Linked DNA regions of Sus scrofa: region 2 is linked to region 1. The links are chromatin contacts, called in public promoter capture Hi-C maps. All regions are on one chromosome and are shown on one strand. The core of a region is the stretch at or near the end of the contact, and the rest is flanking DNA. Distances in the headings are between cores, read along the strand shown. Region 1 holds the start of LOC110261212 (basic proline-rich protein-like). Region 2 holds the start of ZCCHC14 (zinc finger CCHC domain-containing protein 14).

The links. Promoter capture Hi-C pulls out the DNA fragments that hold promoters and counts their contacts.
Region 2: a contact with region 1 is called in a promoter capture Hi-C map of liver, with 5 times the contacts expected there. The contact joins the promoter of ZCCHC14 here to the promoter of LOC110261212 in region 1. A contact is called at or near these places in 1 of 5 promoter capture datasets (liver) and 1 of 47 Hi-C or Micro-C datasets (liver).

Annotation. Positions count from the first base shown.
Region 1 is chr6:1,148,371-1,156,006 of Sscrofa11.1, reverse strand. LOC110261212 (basic proline-rich protein-like) reads right to left here and starts at 2,638. Exons shown (of 1, transcript XM_021096490.1): 1 at 1,847-2,638. The coding sequence starts at 2,638. The coding sequence ends at 1,847. It overlaps ZFPM1 (zinc finger protein ZFPM1), which reads left to right and starts at 2,035. Exons shown (of 11, transcript XM_021093668.1): 1 at 2,035-2,676. The coding sequence starts at 2,637.
Region 2 is chr6:1,843,643-1,851,383 of Sscrofa11.1, reverse strand. ZCCHC14 (zinc finger CCHC domain-containing protein 14) reads right to left here and starts at 1,410. Exons shown (of 12, transcript XM_005664297.2): 1 at 767-1,410. The coding sequence starts at 1,336.

The DNA of each region.
Region 1 (7,636 bases), core at 1,389-3,888:
CCCTGTGACACCGCCGACAGTCACAAGCAGGCTGTGGTTTCCTCATCTGTACGTTGGGGTAATAACACCCCTTGCAGGGTGGACAGAGGGGAGAGCATCGAAGCAAAGTGCTCCACTAACAGCTCTGCCTGCGCCGCGCCTGGAGCCGGGCACCTGCCCCAACCCGGAAATTCTGAATTTTTGACCACGGGGTCCCCTGTTTTCATTTTCACTGAACCCTGTCATGGCTGCTGGTCAGGAGGCTCTGGTTCTGACCTGCCACTGCCCGCAATCCCTGGGCTGTCCAGGGCGTGTCTCTCCTCTCAGAGCCTGAAGCCAGCAGCGTGGTGCCAACCTTCTCCTCCTGCACCCTAGACAGACATCACTAATCGATCATGGTTCGCTCCCCTGACCCTCAGAACCCTCCTCAACACAGACCTCCAGCCATTCCAGCAGCACCAATCTGGGTGCCACTTGCTGTGTGTGGAGCCTCAGATCCAGCACAGGTCCAGCCCACAACTACCCCCTCCACGGACCCCCCCTGACTGCCTGACTGCCCGGTCCCCATCCTGCTGAGAAGCCACGCTTTGGGAAGGCAGCAGGCCCAGTGGGAGACCCAGACACGTGGGGTCCTTTGTCCACTTGACAAACATTGTGGGAGCCCTGGGCTGAGTGAACCAGCCAGCCTAGGGCCTCCTGCTCCCCAGAGAAGTGGTACAGCCCCAGGCAGTTTTAGGAAGGCTGCACCCACGGGCCCTGGGCAGGGAGCAGGAAGAGCTGGTGGGTGCCTGACCTTAGACAGGTCTCTTGAATTCCTCTCCTTAGCGTTCTTGTCCGTCCAGTGGCCGTAGGTGGTCCTGGGGTGGACTTCAGCCCTCTGCCCTGGCTGCCAGTCTCCTGCCCTTATGGGAGCAGCAGCAGTGGGGTGGGGGGTGCCCAGGCAACCCTTCCCCCCTTCCACAGGGCAGGCAAAGGGAACAGAAGTTGGAATGGGGGGGTGGGGTCTCTCCAGCAGAGGGCTCAGCACCCAGCTGGCCTCCACACCTGCAGTTGTGATTGCCTGCCAGGCCCAGCCCTCTGGTCAGCAGGGCAGGCCCCGCCCTCTGGTCAGGCATCCAGGCATCCTCTTTGCAAATGTCTCCTCATTAGCCCCCAAGCCGTGCTAATGTCCTGTTTCTTGTGAATATGGGACGGGGACCAACCCCAAATTAAAGCCAAAAGGATAAAAGAATACAGTAGATCTCCAGGGACAGCTCTGATGCTGTGTGACCTTGAGCCTCCCTGGAAAGCGGTGGGCCCCTGGGACCCCATGAGCATATCCCCAGGACAGCAGAGTCGGTTTCCGTGCCTCCCAGCTAGAACAGGCAGTACTGACCTGGGGACCTCGCTCCCTTCCGACGGGGACTGGGCGTGGGGGTTGCCCAGCCTGCAGAGGGGCCTCCTTCCTGGGCCTCCAGCAGGGGCGCCCTGGAGAAGCAAGGCCTGGAGTCTGCGGCGGGGGAGCAGGTACAGGCCTCTGGCTTCTGCACCCTCCCCGATTTCCAGCCAGATCTGAGCCCAAGAGAAGAAGACCCCAAAACCCCCACTCTCCTGGAGCTAGAGCCGGGGATGTTGGGCGGAAGCCCCATCCTGCCACAGCCCGCTCCACACCCCAGATCTGGTCCAAGACAACATGGGCCGTCAAAGTCTCCAAAGGCTTCCAGACCCGGGGTTCACTGTCCCCCATCCGGTGGCGGAGGGGGCAAGTCGCAGTGACTGGGAGTGCGGGGCGGACTCCTTCGCTGGGGGCGGAGTTACAGAGCAGAGGGGCGGGGTCACGGCCCGTGGAGGTCGGAGCCGTGGCGTTGGGGCGTGGTCTGGGCGGGGCCTAGGGGCCGAATAAGGTCAGGTCAGACTTAGGGGTGGAGCTGGCGTCGGGGGACGGGTCCAGGGAGGCCTGGAGCCCGGTCGGACACGGTGCTACGGAGCGGCGGGACTCACTGGATCTCAGCTGCGCCTGGGGACAAAGCGGCAGGGCCGAACGAGGCGTTAAGGAGGCCACAGGTCCACCCAGGGCAGGGGGCCGAGTGTCGGGGCGGGGCCAGCTCCCTGCGGGCGGGGCGAGCAGGCGGGGCAGGGCCGTGGCGGCGGGGAAGCTAGGCCAGTCCAAGGGCCCGCCAGGGCCTCGGGGCGGGGCCAGCCGGGGCGGGGCGGGGCCACGGACGAGGGGACGAGAGGTCCGCCCGGGGGCGGGGCGCTGCGCCGGGGGCGGGGCAAGCGGATGGGGGCGGGCCCGGAGGCGCGGCGCCCGTGACGCGCACGCCCCGCCCGCACGCCCTGAGCGTCCAGGCCGAGGCCGCCGGGTTCGCCGCGCGCTGCCCGCAGGTTCCATTGAGGAGAGCAGCGCAGCGGCGGCGGCGGCGTCTGCGCGGGAGCCAGGGAGCCGGCAGGAGCCCGCCGCCCCTGGCGGTCCGCGCGGCCGTAACGCAGGCCCGATCCTCCGGCCTCCGCAGCGGCGCCGGGCCGAACGCGGCGGGCTGGGGGCGCGGGCCAGGGCGGCCGCGGAGCCCGGGGGCCGGGGGCATGAGCCGCCCCGCGGCCCCGCCGCGCCCCCGCCGCCCGCCGCCGCCCGCCAGGGGCTAGAGGCGGCCGCCGGGAGGGCGCGCGGCGCCGGAGACATGTCCAGGAGGAAACAGAGCAACCCCCGGCAGATCAAGCGTGAGTCAAACTTTGCCCGCCCGCCCCGACCCCCGCCGGCCCCCGCCGGCCCGCCCCCGGTCCGCCCAGCTCTTCTTGCGGCGCCCGCGACCTTCACCCTGCGCCGCGCCCCCCGCGCTGTGTGCCAAGCGCGCCGTAATCTAATCTCCGCCGGCGGGCCGGGCCCCCGCGTCTCGGCTCCCGCACTGGAGGTCCGGCCTGGAGAGGGGGTCCGCCCAGAGGGCCGGAACGGGGTGGCTGGGGGCGCGGCCACCTCGCGGCTGCCCCTCCCCCCGCCTCCCCGAGATGGTGCGGCGATAAGGCGGCCCCGATCCGGGCTCAGATAAAGTTTAAAATATTCCATTCTGCAAGTCCCATCCTGATAAGATCGCTCTGTCGGGACGGGCTGAAATTGTGATCTTATCTCGGCCGGTTGACTCTCCCAGGCTTTGTATCTAGAGGGAGAAAGAGAGAGACCTGGGAGGGAGACAGGGCACTCGGGACTGTGTGGAAGCGCAAGGCTGAGTGGTGGGACCCGCTGGCGCCCAGCGCCACTCCTGCCGGCCCAGAACCTGGTGCCTTGGAGGCTGGGGAAGGTAGCTATCGCAGCCTGTGCGCTGGGCTCCAGCCGCTTCGACGCTGGAGCCTTCCCTGCCTGGGGACAGCTTCTTGGAGGTCCCGCCCTCCCTGTGTCCCGGCAAGGACTGCACAGGCACTGTGTGCTCCGCAGCTTGTGGTCACACACTCCTAGCTGAGCGACTGCTCCAAGTCAGGGAGGGTCTCCTGGGACTGCATCTTGGGCCAGGGTCGCCTCTCCGTGTCCAAGTTTCTCACCTATCCAGCTTGTAGGCCACTCCCGGGGGTGGGGGCAGGCGGCCGCTGTGTCCACATTGCTGATGCCCTCGAGATAAGAGGGCCCCGCACTCTTGGGGCCGCCTGGCTGCTCGAGCAGCCCGAGCCAGGGCAGCGCACAGGAAACAGGGCTCCCCACCCCACGCCAGGAGTAACTTCGCATCTCTGCAGCCAAAGCCAGGGCGGGGGACTTGCTTTGGTGGGGAGGGGGCGGGGGGGCACATGTCCCAGACTAGAGGGGCAGGTCCTGGGGACTGCTGGGAAGGCAAAGAGGGAGGCCAGACCACCGGCCAGCCCCACACTCCCCGGCACTGCCTTTCGTGTCCACATGACCACTGCCGCCAGGACCCCATGCGCAGTGCTCCTGGGGGAGTGTCTACTCCCAGGTCCCAGAGAGGGGGAGGCAGGCATCAATCCGGTTCCCGTAACCCGACTCCTCGATGTGCAAGTGGGACCTGTTTTCCGAAAGTCGCCTTCTATCAAGTCAACTCAAGTATTAAAACCACCCACAGGTCCCGATCTGCGCTGGTTCTCTGGTTTCTTTTTCCCCTCCTCCCCTGTGTGCGTCTGTTGGGTCTGTTCTCCTGTGTGCGTGTGTGTATGTGTTTCAGCGTGATGAGAAATGCAGATAGCGCGGGCAGAGAGATCGCAGGTTGGGAACCGATCGCCAGCACCGATAAGGCCCAGAGCAGGGCGAGCGCCCGGGCTCAGCCCGGTCCACCGAGCCGCGCGCGTTTGGGACAGGGACCAAAGCGGGCGCAGGGGCGAGCCCCCGCTGCCCACTTTCAGCGCGCCGGGGAACCGGGCTGGGGAGGGGGCCGGCCCTGGGAGGCGGGGCTGGGGCGCCCTCCCTTCGGCCCGCGGCCTCGGGCGCCTCCTCCTCCTGGCAGATCTTGGCGCGTTAAGATGCGAGCGCTGATTGTCACCAAGCGGCGGCGCCCGCGCGCCCGCCCTCTGCCCGCGGCTGTGCGGAGGGCCCTCGCAGCTGTGTGCCCGCCGCGCTGGCCTCACCTGCGACCAGGCCGCGGGCGTGGAGGGGAGGGGGCCGAGCCTTGGGGCCGCCGCCCCCCGCGCCCCCACCAAAGCCGGGGCGCAGCTGCCCGAGCCTCCGTGCGCCTTTTGTTCCGCTCGGAGATAGATGTGCCGCGCTGATAAGGCGCACAACCGATGGCGGCGGCGATAGGCGCTCCCATTTATTAACTTCAAACACGGGAGCGGGGGAGGGCGAGGCGGGAGCGCGGCCTTGGACGGCCAGATGGCTGCCACGATAGGCCCCGCCGCGCTGGCGGGGAGCGCGGGGCGGAGCGCAGCGCGGGACCCCCGCGCCCCCGGCCCGCCGAGGTTTCCTCCCGCCCGGGTCGATGTGAGCTCAGATAAGCGCCGGGCCGGTCGGCCGGATGGCGATCTCCTAGAGCGATAAGGGGCCTTATCTGTGGCCACCAGGCCCAGCCGGGTTCGAGGCAACAACAGCGCGGGGGCGTCGCGGCTGGGCCGTGGGGGGGGGGGCGGCGGCTCGGACTGGGCCGGGGGGCGGCATGCGTGCCTGGGTCTGTCGGGCGAGTTTCATCCCAACACACTTAATTGCCAAGAAGTTGGTCCTCCCCCCGCGGGTGGTACAGTCCGTCAAAATGAAAGAGAACTGACTTCGCCGGGCAGGAGGGGGAGGGGAGCCGAGGGAGGACACCCCGCCCCTGATTCCTATTAGATGCTGTGAGATAGCGGGCGGGGTGCCACCTCCAGAGGGAGAGAGGGTGTTTTCCCCCTCGAGTCAAGTGGGGGTTGGTGGGGGTTTTGGCAAGTGGTAGGTGTAACCCGCCTGGAGTTTTCCTGAAAAAAGAAAGCGGTTTCCACGCCGCTGCGGAGTTTGAGGGGATCCCCCTGTGCCCGGTCTTTTTGAGCAGGTCCCCCAGATCAGAAGGGAAGGCCTGCCTTGATTCACTCAGGCGGTCTTTATTGAGCTCTTGCTGTATGCAAGCACTAGGGCACGGCTGCTGCCCTGGGGAGCCAGTGTGGGAAATGGGGGGAGAATGCGGATGGGGTCCCGCCTGGAAAGAGGGCCCTCCAGCGAGGTCAGAAAGAGGCCAGCTTTGAGGGCGCCTCAGTTTCCAGCTCTGAACAGTGGGGGCAGGAACAAGCCCCAGGTCAGACTGGAGGGCTGGGGGGCACCCCACCCTCCAGGACCAGGGCTGCCAGATGCCAAGTGGAAGCCAAAGCCATCCAGGCCAGGGGGTGCCGGAAGAAGAAGCCCACGGGTGCCAACCCGACAGCTGCCAGCCCGACAGCTGCGGCATCTCAGATGGAGGTGTTTTTCACACATTTTCAAGAGTTTGATTAAGCAAATTATTGGTGGCCGCAGGATGACTCATTCACTCCGAGCTTTAAAGCCACCTGCCTGCTCTCCCCGGCAGCCCGCCGCCCACCTGGGGGCCGGCAGTGCCTCCTGGCGAGGGCTTGTTCCGGGCAGAGCCTGGGTTGGGCCTGAAGGGGTGAGGTGCTCTCTGCGTTTTTATGAACTTGGGAGGGAGTCCCTGCTCGGAGCCAGGCATCCCCTCTCAATTGTGGGAGGCCCTGGGGCTCCCCTGCTTCCCAGGGGCCACCTTGCGATACCACCACCCCACTGAGGTGGGAGAGAAGTGAGCAAAGAGGGGCTTTGTCTGCCCTGCTGCCCAGAATGCCAGCCCCCTGGGCAGGTCGCCCTGCCTTCCACAGCCTGGGCTTCCCTGCTCCGGGCCTGGGCGCCTGGGGGCCAGGCTCCAGTGTGCCAAGGACCCGGCCCGAGAGGCTGGCTCAGGCCCCCAGCCCCTGAACGTGGCCTTGAGCAGAGCGCCAGTGGGCGTGGCTCTAGGCCGTTGTTGGTTTTCCTGCATTCCTGGGCCTCAGGGCAGGCAGCCCGGGCTCGTTAGATAGTAGGAACCGTATCAGGAGTCGCTCATGCTCGCCCAGCCTGCTCTGTGCCAGGCCCGGTATTGTCTGAAAACACGTCCTGTTAAGTTTCTCACCCAAGAATTGGAATTGCCGGAGTTGGAACGCAGGCAGCCTGCCCCCCGCCCCCGGCCCCCCGCCCCCGGCCGCCTCTCTGAACCTCAGGCTGCTCTCCCACAGCCCCTCGCCTCTGTCGGCCTCTGGGCTCCTCCAGGCCTCAGTCTCCACACCTGTGAAATGGGCCTCCGGGAGCAGAGGCGCCCACGGGGCTTTGCCCAGCCCTGCTGCCGCCAAGTCTCCTGTGGCCTCCTTTCTGAGCTGTTCCCCGGTGGGGGGGGGGGGCGGTGGCTTCCTCCAGCCTGAGCCCCTCCCACCCACCCCTGGCCAGCCCCTCCCCAGAGGTCACCGGGAGCCCAGCGTGGCACCAGCACCGCCAGGGATTTAAATGGGTCAGTTGGGGAAGAAAGAGGAGGGAATGCGATGCCATTAATTGTGCCCCTTATCTCCTGTTTCTATGCCAACCAGACGTTCCTGGGCTTGACGGGCTCGTGAATAATACTCCCGGCCGGCCTATCTGCCATCGACAGGCCCCCTCCTGGAGGCAGCTGTTGCCTCGCCGATTGGTATCGCCAACCCCAGAGACCCGGGCCGGGGCCGCACGCAGGCTGGCCAGGCCCTCCTTGGGCACCTGCTGGGCTCCTGCCTGCCTGGCCGCCGTAGCCTTCGATCTTCCTTGCCCTGCCCCGTGGCCCCGTCCCCATTTCACAGAGGAGGAAACTGAGGCCACCGTCACACGTTGGCGCTGGGCCTCGTCTGCTGCTCCCGCCCAGGCAGGGGTCATCTGGACAAAGGGCTTTCAGAAGGGGTGGAGGGGACACGGAGAGTCGGCCGCTGGGCCTCCCGGCCCCCAGCGGGCCCCTGGTGGCTTTGGCTGTGGCAGGACCAGAGGGCCCTGTGGGAAGGGATCCGCATCCACCAACAGGGTGCGCTCCCGCCAGGCCGAGCCCCCACCGCGCCTGGGCACAAGCTGAGACGTGGGGTTTCTCTCGGGCTTCTTTCCGTCCCCTGAGCGCCCAGCCCTTCCAGCCTCGTGCCTCCTCCTCAGCTGTCCCAGCTGCAGAGCCGGAGGATGACACAGTGGCCCCCAGCACAGCCGTGGGAAGGGACAGCACGTACATCCCACCTAGGACACCGGCCGCCGCCGTCC
Region 2 (7,741 bases), core at 161-2,660, 700 kb before region 1:
TCCAAGCCTGTTTTTCCGACTGTTAGAGTAGCCTGGTTTTTTTTGGGGGGGGGAGGGTTGTTTTTTGGTTTGTTTTTTTAGTAGCCTGGTTTTCAAACACACACAATATAAACACGGATATGCATACACCTTCGTAAAAATATACATACATACGTGCACACACACAGATCCATCCACAATGCATATTAATTCAAGCACACGTGGACTCATGCACACGCACACACTGACACACGTGCACACGGCGGTCTGCAGCCGACGCCGACCCCAGCCTCGCGCCCCTGACACCAGCCCCGAGCCTGCCGGGGAAACGGGCATCTAGGCCTTGGGGGTCCCCGCGTGGCGCCCCGCCGCTGTCTTCTAAGGTTCAGTGCCCTCTAATCTCCAGCTCGCTAGCAGCTTCCTTTTCCGATAATAAACACCAGATTTGGAAATACCAAGGCGACACAATGTGTAACGGTTATCTGTCGCCCAAGAGCCCGATTAAGGGGACAAAGGCCTTATCTCGCTTCCAGCGGAAGAGGTGTACCAAGGGCTCGGACAGGCCGCGAACGCCCGGGGCGTTCTTCCCCCGACCGCGGAGCCCCCTCCCCCGGCTCGACGGGCCCCAAAGGGGCGCGGGGTGCCCGGCGGGGTCTCGGGGTTCGCGTTTAGCGTGCGAGGTGGGGACAGGCGTTGAGGCGCGGGGCACCGAGTGACATGCGAGGTGGGAGGCTGGGCCGGCCGGGAGATGGCTGGCTGGGTGGAAGCTTGGGACGCGGGCACGCACCTTGTGGCAGGCCGGGCAGGTGGGCAGCGCGCTCTTGCCCCCGGGGCCACCGCCGCCACTGCCGCCGCCGCCGCCGCTCAGGCTGCTCTGGATCTGCGTGAGCTCCTGGCGCAGCACCTGCTTCTGGTGGAAGCTGAAGGCCGGGTGGTTGGAGGCCATGGTGAAGAGCAGCAGGAACTCATCGCCCGTGCGGCCCTCGTTGAGCTGCAGCCCGTAGTTGTGGATGATGGAGTCGATGTGCGTGAGCGTGCGGTAGAGCACGCCCGCCGCCTCGCGCTGCTCCGAGCCCAGCAGCGCCAGCGACACCAGCAGCTTGCTGCGCACCACCTCGTCCGTCAGGTTGGTGAGACTGCCCAGGTCGGCCGGGTTGTTGGCCTTGATCTCTGAGTCGCGCAGCGAGTGGTAGTCCTTGCGGGCCAGGTCCTCGAGGCACGAGCCGAGGAAGCGCAGCTCGAGCGGGATGCACAGGTCCAGCAGGCCGCACAGGAACTCCACGCGCTGCGGCGACGGCAGCTCCGAGAACCAGCGGTACACGCCGTCCCTCTGCAGCGGGCAGCGCTTCTCCACCATGCTGCCGCCCGCGCCGCGCCGCCACGCGGGGCCGGGGGCCGCCGCCCGGGGCCGAGGCCGGGGCCGGGGGCGCGGGCGGGGGCGGGGGGGGCGCGGCCGGGCGAGGGCGAGGGCGGCCGGGCGCTGCGGGCCGCGCCGGGGCCGGGGCCCGGGCCGGGGACGGGAACGGGGGCGCGCGGCGCGGGCGAGACCCCCGCCAGGGGCCGGCGGGCGGGCGCGCGCGGGGCGCCGGGGGGGCCCGGGGCGGCCGGGGCGGCCGGGGGCGGCGAGCGACCTCGGGCCCCCCGCTCACGGGCGGGCTCCTGGCCCGCGCCCGTCCCCGGCGGCGGCCGGTGCGCGGCGGCGGCGGCGGCGGCTGCTCCTCGTCGTCGTCGTCGTCGCCCGGGAGGCGGCCGCCCCCATCTCCCCCCGCGCCGCAGGGTCTGTCACTGCGGGCCGCCCCCCGACGGAGCCGCCCGGGCCATGCCGCCGCGCCGCCGCGCTGGGCCGACGGCCGTTACCCGGGACGGAGGCCGCGGCGGGCTCGGCAGCGGCGCTCGGAGCGGGGCTCGGAAGCGGGCGGCGGCGGAGGGATCTGCGCCGGCACTCGCCGCGGCCTCGCGCCTCTGCTCCCCGCGCCGCGGACGGATCCGGGCCGAGCGCTGCGCTCGCTGCTGACGGGCGCCGGGACAAGGCGCAAGTGGGCGGGGTGGCCGCCTCTCGCGACAGCCGGGAGTCCGGGCCCGCCCCCCTCGCTGATTGGCTCAGGCTGCGTCTTCTCGGACCTTGATTGTTCCGGGTCCCCAATCCGATTCGCTCCTGCGCAGACCACGCCTCCCGGGGGCTGTCGATCACGTTGGGACCGCCCCGGCCCGCCCCTCGGCGACCGGTGGAGTCCATTGGCTGGCGGGCCGGGCGTGCGGAAAACCCGGGGCGGATTTCTGGCTGCTTTTGTTCGCGCAGATTTGCGTGGAGCATTGTTTTAGGTGAAGGCCGGCGTCCAGCTTTCCTGCTTTATTCCTGAGCGTCACAATAGGGAGGTAGCGAGTGTCTTCGAAAAGCCGCTGGAGCGGGCCTCCGGACGCCTGCGTCGCCGTCCCCGCTCGGCCTCTGCGAAGCTGTGTGACCTTGGGCGAGTGGCTTGCGCTCTCTGAGCCCCGGGCGCCTCCCGCGAAAGGGAGGGTGATGACAACCGCCCCCTGGGCCCGGTGAGAAGGTCGTGAGCTCACAGAGGCCGGGCGCCCGCACCTCTGAGTCGGCTGGCCTGCCTCAGGGTGTGACGGGAACAAGGTTTGTGCAGAAACCTCGCCCAAATGGAGCCATTAAGTCGGCCTCCTTTCAGCGGGTTACTTCCTTAGCTCAGAGAACCGAGAGACTGCAAGTACACCGGCCAGGGTCAGGGAGCAGGAGGAACGCCTCACCCCCGCATTTGCATTGGTACGGATTTGGGGATAGGCGGGGGAGAAGCTGATGGCCCAACCACGCAGTGTCTTCCAACTGCAGCTAGCGGTCTGCCCTCCCCAGATAAGAAAACCGAGGTCCGGAAGCAAGGAATTCCTTCTTCCCTGCTCTTCCCAGAAAACCCTTCTTCTGAGTGCTGAGGTCTAGGACGGGCCTGTTTCTATATTCGTTCAGCTAGCTACATGGGCACAGGCCTGGTGAGCGCCAGCTTCTGAACCCCAGGGAGCCCCTTGCAAGCAAAGCCTGCCCTCCTGCCCTGCGGCACTGCCAGCCTGGTCCCGGCGGTACACAATAGAGATTGGTTGAATAAATGAATGCCTTTCTTTGGGACATGGTCTAAGGGACTAGAAACTTCCTAAGTAGACGTTCTGCAACCTTGGGATTTCAAAGTTGCACAAGACATTGTGGAGCCCTGGTTGGGGAGGGAGGAAAACTTACTCCTGAGTCTCCCTGAACTACCTGGCATTCTTGGCCCCCCCGGGAAGGAGCAGGCATCCAGGTGAAAGTCAGCCTAGGTTCCCAGGTGTATTAGCTCCTTCCAGGCAACAGAGTCAAGGGCTCTGTGTCCCTACCGGGTTTCTCCCGTCCAGACCAATTTCCACGAATAATGGAAATAACCCCTGTTCTCTTGGACCTCACTTTCTCAAGTGATTCAAGGGAAGTGGCCGCATTCCAAAGTCTGCAGTCTTTAAGACGTGAAGGAACCTGAAACCTAAAACAGTTCACCTTTGCTTTCTATTGATAAATTAAGTTCCTTGGAGTGGAAAGATCTTGAGACCTTATCGGTGCTGGAGATGCCCTCAAATCCAGGCCAACCTGGCTGTCAAACCCCTAAACTCTGGTGCCCGTCAACCTGGATTCCAGTCCCAGCCCTAGCCAGCTGTATGACCTTGGCTGTTGCTTCAACGCCTCTGAGCCCCAGTTTCCTTATCTGTAAAAGGGAGCTGGGAACCCTGCCTCCCAGCTGGCCGAGGAGGTCAGAGATGCTAACAGGAGCCCTCGCAGCTGAAACAAGCAAGCCGCAAGCGACTGAGTCAAGGTCTCCTAGCTCCCAGCCTCCTTCTTGACTCTTCTGCCTGTGCTGCTAGCTATTTCATGTATGGACTGGAGTGAAGAGTGTCCCCCAAAAGGTCACGTTCACCTAGAACCTCAGAATGTGACTTTATTTGGAAATAGGGTCTTTGCAGATAGAATTCAGATAAGAATCAAGATGAGGTCACAGACTAGAGTGGGCCCTATGTGAGATTGTCCTTATAGGAGACAGAAAAAAATAAGCAGAGACTCAGGGGGAAAAAAAAGGCAATGTGAAGACAGAGGCAGAGCTCTGCAGCCGAGACAAGCCCGGAGCCACCAAGAGATACAAGAGGCAGGAAGGATCACGGCCTGAACGACCCTTGGACTTGGTTCTGGCCTCCAGAACCATGAGAGAATATCTCTGTTATTTGCCACTCCTCATTCTGGTGCCCCAGGAAACTCATCTGCTCCCCTTTCCCCCTCAGTCTAGCTGCAGTCGAGTTCAGTTTAATTCAGCGGGTATTAAATCCTGTCCTGCAGGGATCTGGGGCTTCTAAGGACAGTGAGACCAACCCTCGACTTCAAGGAACTGATGGCCGGGACCCTGAGGTGGTTGGGCCACCAGTTTGCGCAGGAGCTTTCTCTTAGGCACACTGTCCCTGCCCTGGGAAGCAGCCAAGGGTCTCCGGGGAGGAGAGAGGGCGCACGCTGACTCGGCCCGGCCCCGAGGCCCTGGTTTTCTCTGCTCTCCCTGCCACCAGAGCTCCTTCCCTAAAACAGCCTCCAGCCCTGGGCCCTCTGGAGCTTCTCACTGTCCCTCTCTCTGCAGCAGGGGAGCCCTGGCAGCCACGGGACTTGACTGTTACTTCCGCTGCCTACAAAGTGGAGGGGCTGGGGGCCAAGGGAGGAGACTGGTGGGCATCCATCCATGTGAGCCGAAAAGGGGGCTGCAGGTAACCAGGAGGTGGGGCCCTGTGCTCAGTGAGGAGAGAAACCCCCCCAGCACTGAGTAGGACAGCACGTTCACTTGTTCCTGCAGGTGGTACCTGCCACGCGGTTAACTCTGGGCTGGGATGCCCCCGGGGAGTTCACTGTCTAGGCTAGGACAGTACGTCTGTCTGCATTTTCCGTAGAGCTGGGATGGAGCACACGTTTTTTAGAGAGAGATTTTGGCGTTCAGATTCCCTAAGCAAATGATTTTGCAATGAAGCTATGATGTGCCTGGGTTGAGTTCTTGCGTCTGAATTAGTGATTTTAATTACTACCGTAGGCAGGGACCAGGCAAGAGATGGGGCACCTGGACTCGGGGTACAGCACACCCCCCCCGCCGCCGCCCCCACCCAGCCATGGCCTGGCTTCTCTCTCATTTAAAATCCAGCCAGAGAGGAAGAGCTCAGAGGCCAGGTTGTGCTTAGGAAATGAAAACAGAATTAAGATTGTGACTCCGAGGAAGACGAGGCTGCCTTAAACCACCACGCGGCCAGTGTACACTCAGGTTCGGAGCCTGGACTCGCCGCACACTTTGCCCCACGGCACCAGGCCAGGCGGTGCATGCTCTCCGTTTAGATGTTTCCACTTGTCCTGGGCCCTGCCTTCTGTGACTGAGAAAGCAAGGGGACCCCTAAACGGGCCGGCCCTACAGAGTGGATCCCTAATCCTTCTGCGGGGCCCCTGGTGGTGCCTCTGCTCCCGAGAGCCTGGTCCTTACAGCGCTGTCGTTGGTCCCATTGTAGAGACCTGGGCTGGTCAGCTGTGGGCCTGTGGGCATGCGGTTCGTACGTGTTAGAGCCAAGTCCAGACCTAAGTCAGTTGCCTGGACTCTGTTCCTCGGGAGGAAAGCACAAAGGTGACATTTCTGCAAACTGGAGGTTCCAAAGGTGTCTGTGGCACAGCAGCTCTTCCTAGATGTGACTGCTGATTAAGTCCTCCTAGGGTCGTAAATGGCAATTGTCCCCAGCCACTCCCAACCTTGTTTCTGCAGGGCCCAGGCTCTCCTCCAGGGCAAACCTGCTCGCTTTCTTTCTCTCTCTCTTTTTATTTAAGGGCTGAACCTGAGGCAAAGGGAAGTTCGCAGGCTGGGGTCCAATCAGAGCAGCAGCTGCCAGCCTACACCACAGCCACGGATCTGAGCCGCATCTCCGACCTACGCCACAGCTTGCGGCAAGGCCGGATCCTTAACCCACATCCTCGTGGATACTAGTTGGGTTCTTAACCTGCTGAGTCAAAACGGGAACTGCCAGATCTGCTTTCCAGGTGTCTTTGACCTTGGCCTGGCAATGGTATCTCCGCAGTAGGAGTTACCCGGGTTCTGACTTAAGATGCAGATTCCTGAGCCGGACCCCAGCATTTGAGTCAGACTTGTTGGGGGGCAGGGTCTTGGAATCTGCATGGGGCCGGGTCCCTGGGGGGCACACGGAAGTTGGACACCTCCCATTGGGGGAGGAGTTCTTGCTTCCAGGCTTCTGGTGTGCTTCCCTGGGCCTGCAGTCCCGGTAACAGAGTCACAGATGCATCACAGCCGTGCCGTGCAGCAAGGATCTCCCTAGTTTATAGATGGGAGATGGAGGCTGAGAGAGGTCGGTCGCACCCAGGGAATCGTGAACTCCCACCGTTAAGTTCTGCAGCCTCATGCATTTGTGACCCACATTTCTCCGTCTTTACCCGACGGCTGCGATATCCTCTGAAAGCTAGCAATTCGCTGCCGCCCTCGGTTTTGTGTGTTGAGGGGTTGTGTTGGTTTACCTTTATTGCAGAAGTTTTCAAACAGACCCACAACTCAAGAGAACAGTCTCGTAACGCCCTCCATCCCTTGGCCCTGCGCCAACAGAGATGACGTTTTGCCATTTTTATTTCGTCTCTTTCTCCCTGGAGTGAGACAAATACATGTATTTCCTTTCTGGGGTATTTTTTTTTTTTCTTTTTAGGGCCGCACCCGCAGCATATGGAGGTTCCCAGGCCAGCAGTCCCAGTAACAATCAGTCACAGATGCATCACAGCCGTGCCGTGCTGTGGGTCGAATCAGAGCTGCAGCCGCCGGCCTCCACCACAGCCTCAGCAACGCAGGATCCGAGCCGCGTCTGCAACCTACACCACAGCTCACGGCAACGCCGGGTCCTTAACTAACTCACTGAGTGAGGCCAAGGATCAAACCTGAAACCTTATGGTTCCAAGTCGGATTTGTTTCTGCTGTGCCATGATGGGAACTCCTCTTTCTGGAGTATTTTAAAACAAATAAACTGGGGATTGTATATGCATTATATATAAAACCGTTGTTTTGTGTCACTGTGAGGGAATATATGCGTCTTGTAAAGAGGCCATAGCTCACTGAAAAACACCCTAAAAGTCAAATAATGTCACTTTTCCATCATAACCAATGTGAGCGTTTTAAAGTATGTTTTTCTAGGCAGTTTGGTATTCATGTCTGTCTATCTCTGCACACCTGTTTCTGCAAAAATGGTATATTTGGAGTTCCCATTGTGACATAGCTGAAACAAATCGACCAGGAACCGTGAGGTTGTGGGTTTGATCCCTGGCCTCGCTCAGTGGGTTAAGGACCTGGCTTTGTGGCCGTGAGCTGTGGTGTAGGTTGCAGAGGCAGCTCGGATCCTGCGTTGCTGTGGCTGTGGTGGAGGCCGGCGGCTACGGCTCCACTTCAACCCCTAGCCTGGGAACCTCCATGTGCCGCGGGAGCGGCCCTGAAAAAAAAGGACAAAAAGACAAAAATGGTATATTCCTTGGAAATAAGATTGTGCTCCGCATCTTACAGTCTGTCTTTCCCACCTCACAGCGTACCCCAGATGTCTGCCCACGTCTCTCTTGGGCATCTCTTCTGTGTGGTTCTCAAGGGCGGCCCAGAAGCTTGGGTAGATACGCCGTGGTTTATTCAGTTAATCCCCTCCCGTTGGGCATTCAGGTTGTTTCTGTGCCCTGTTGACTGAGTTTCAAAAGGCA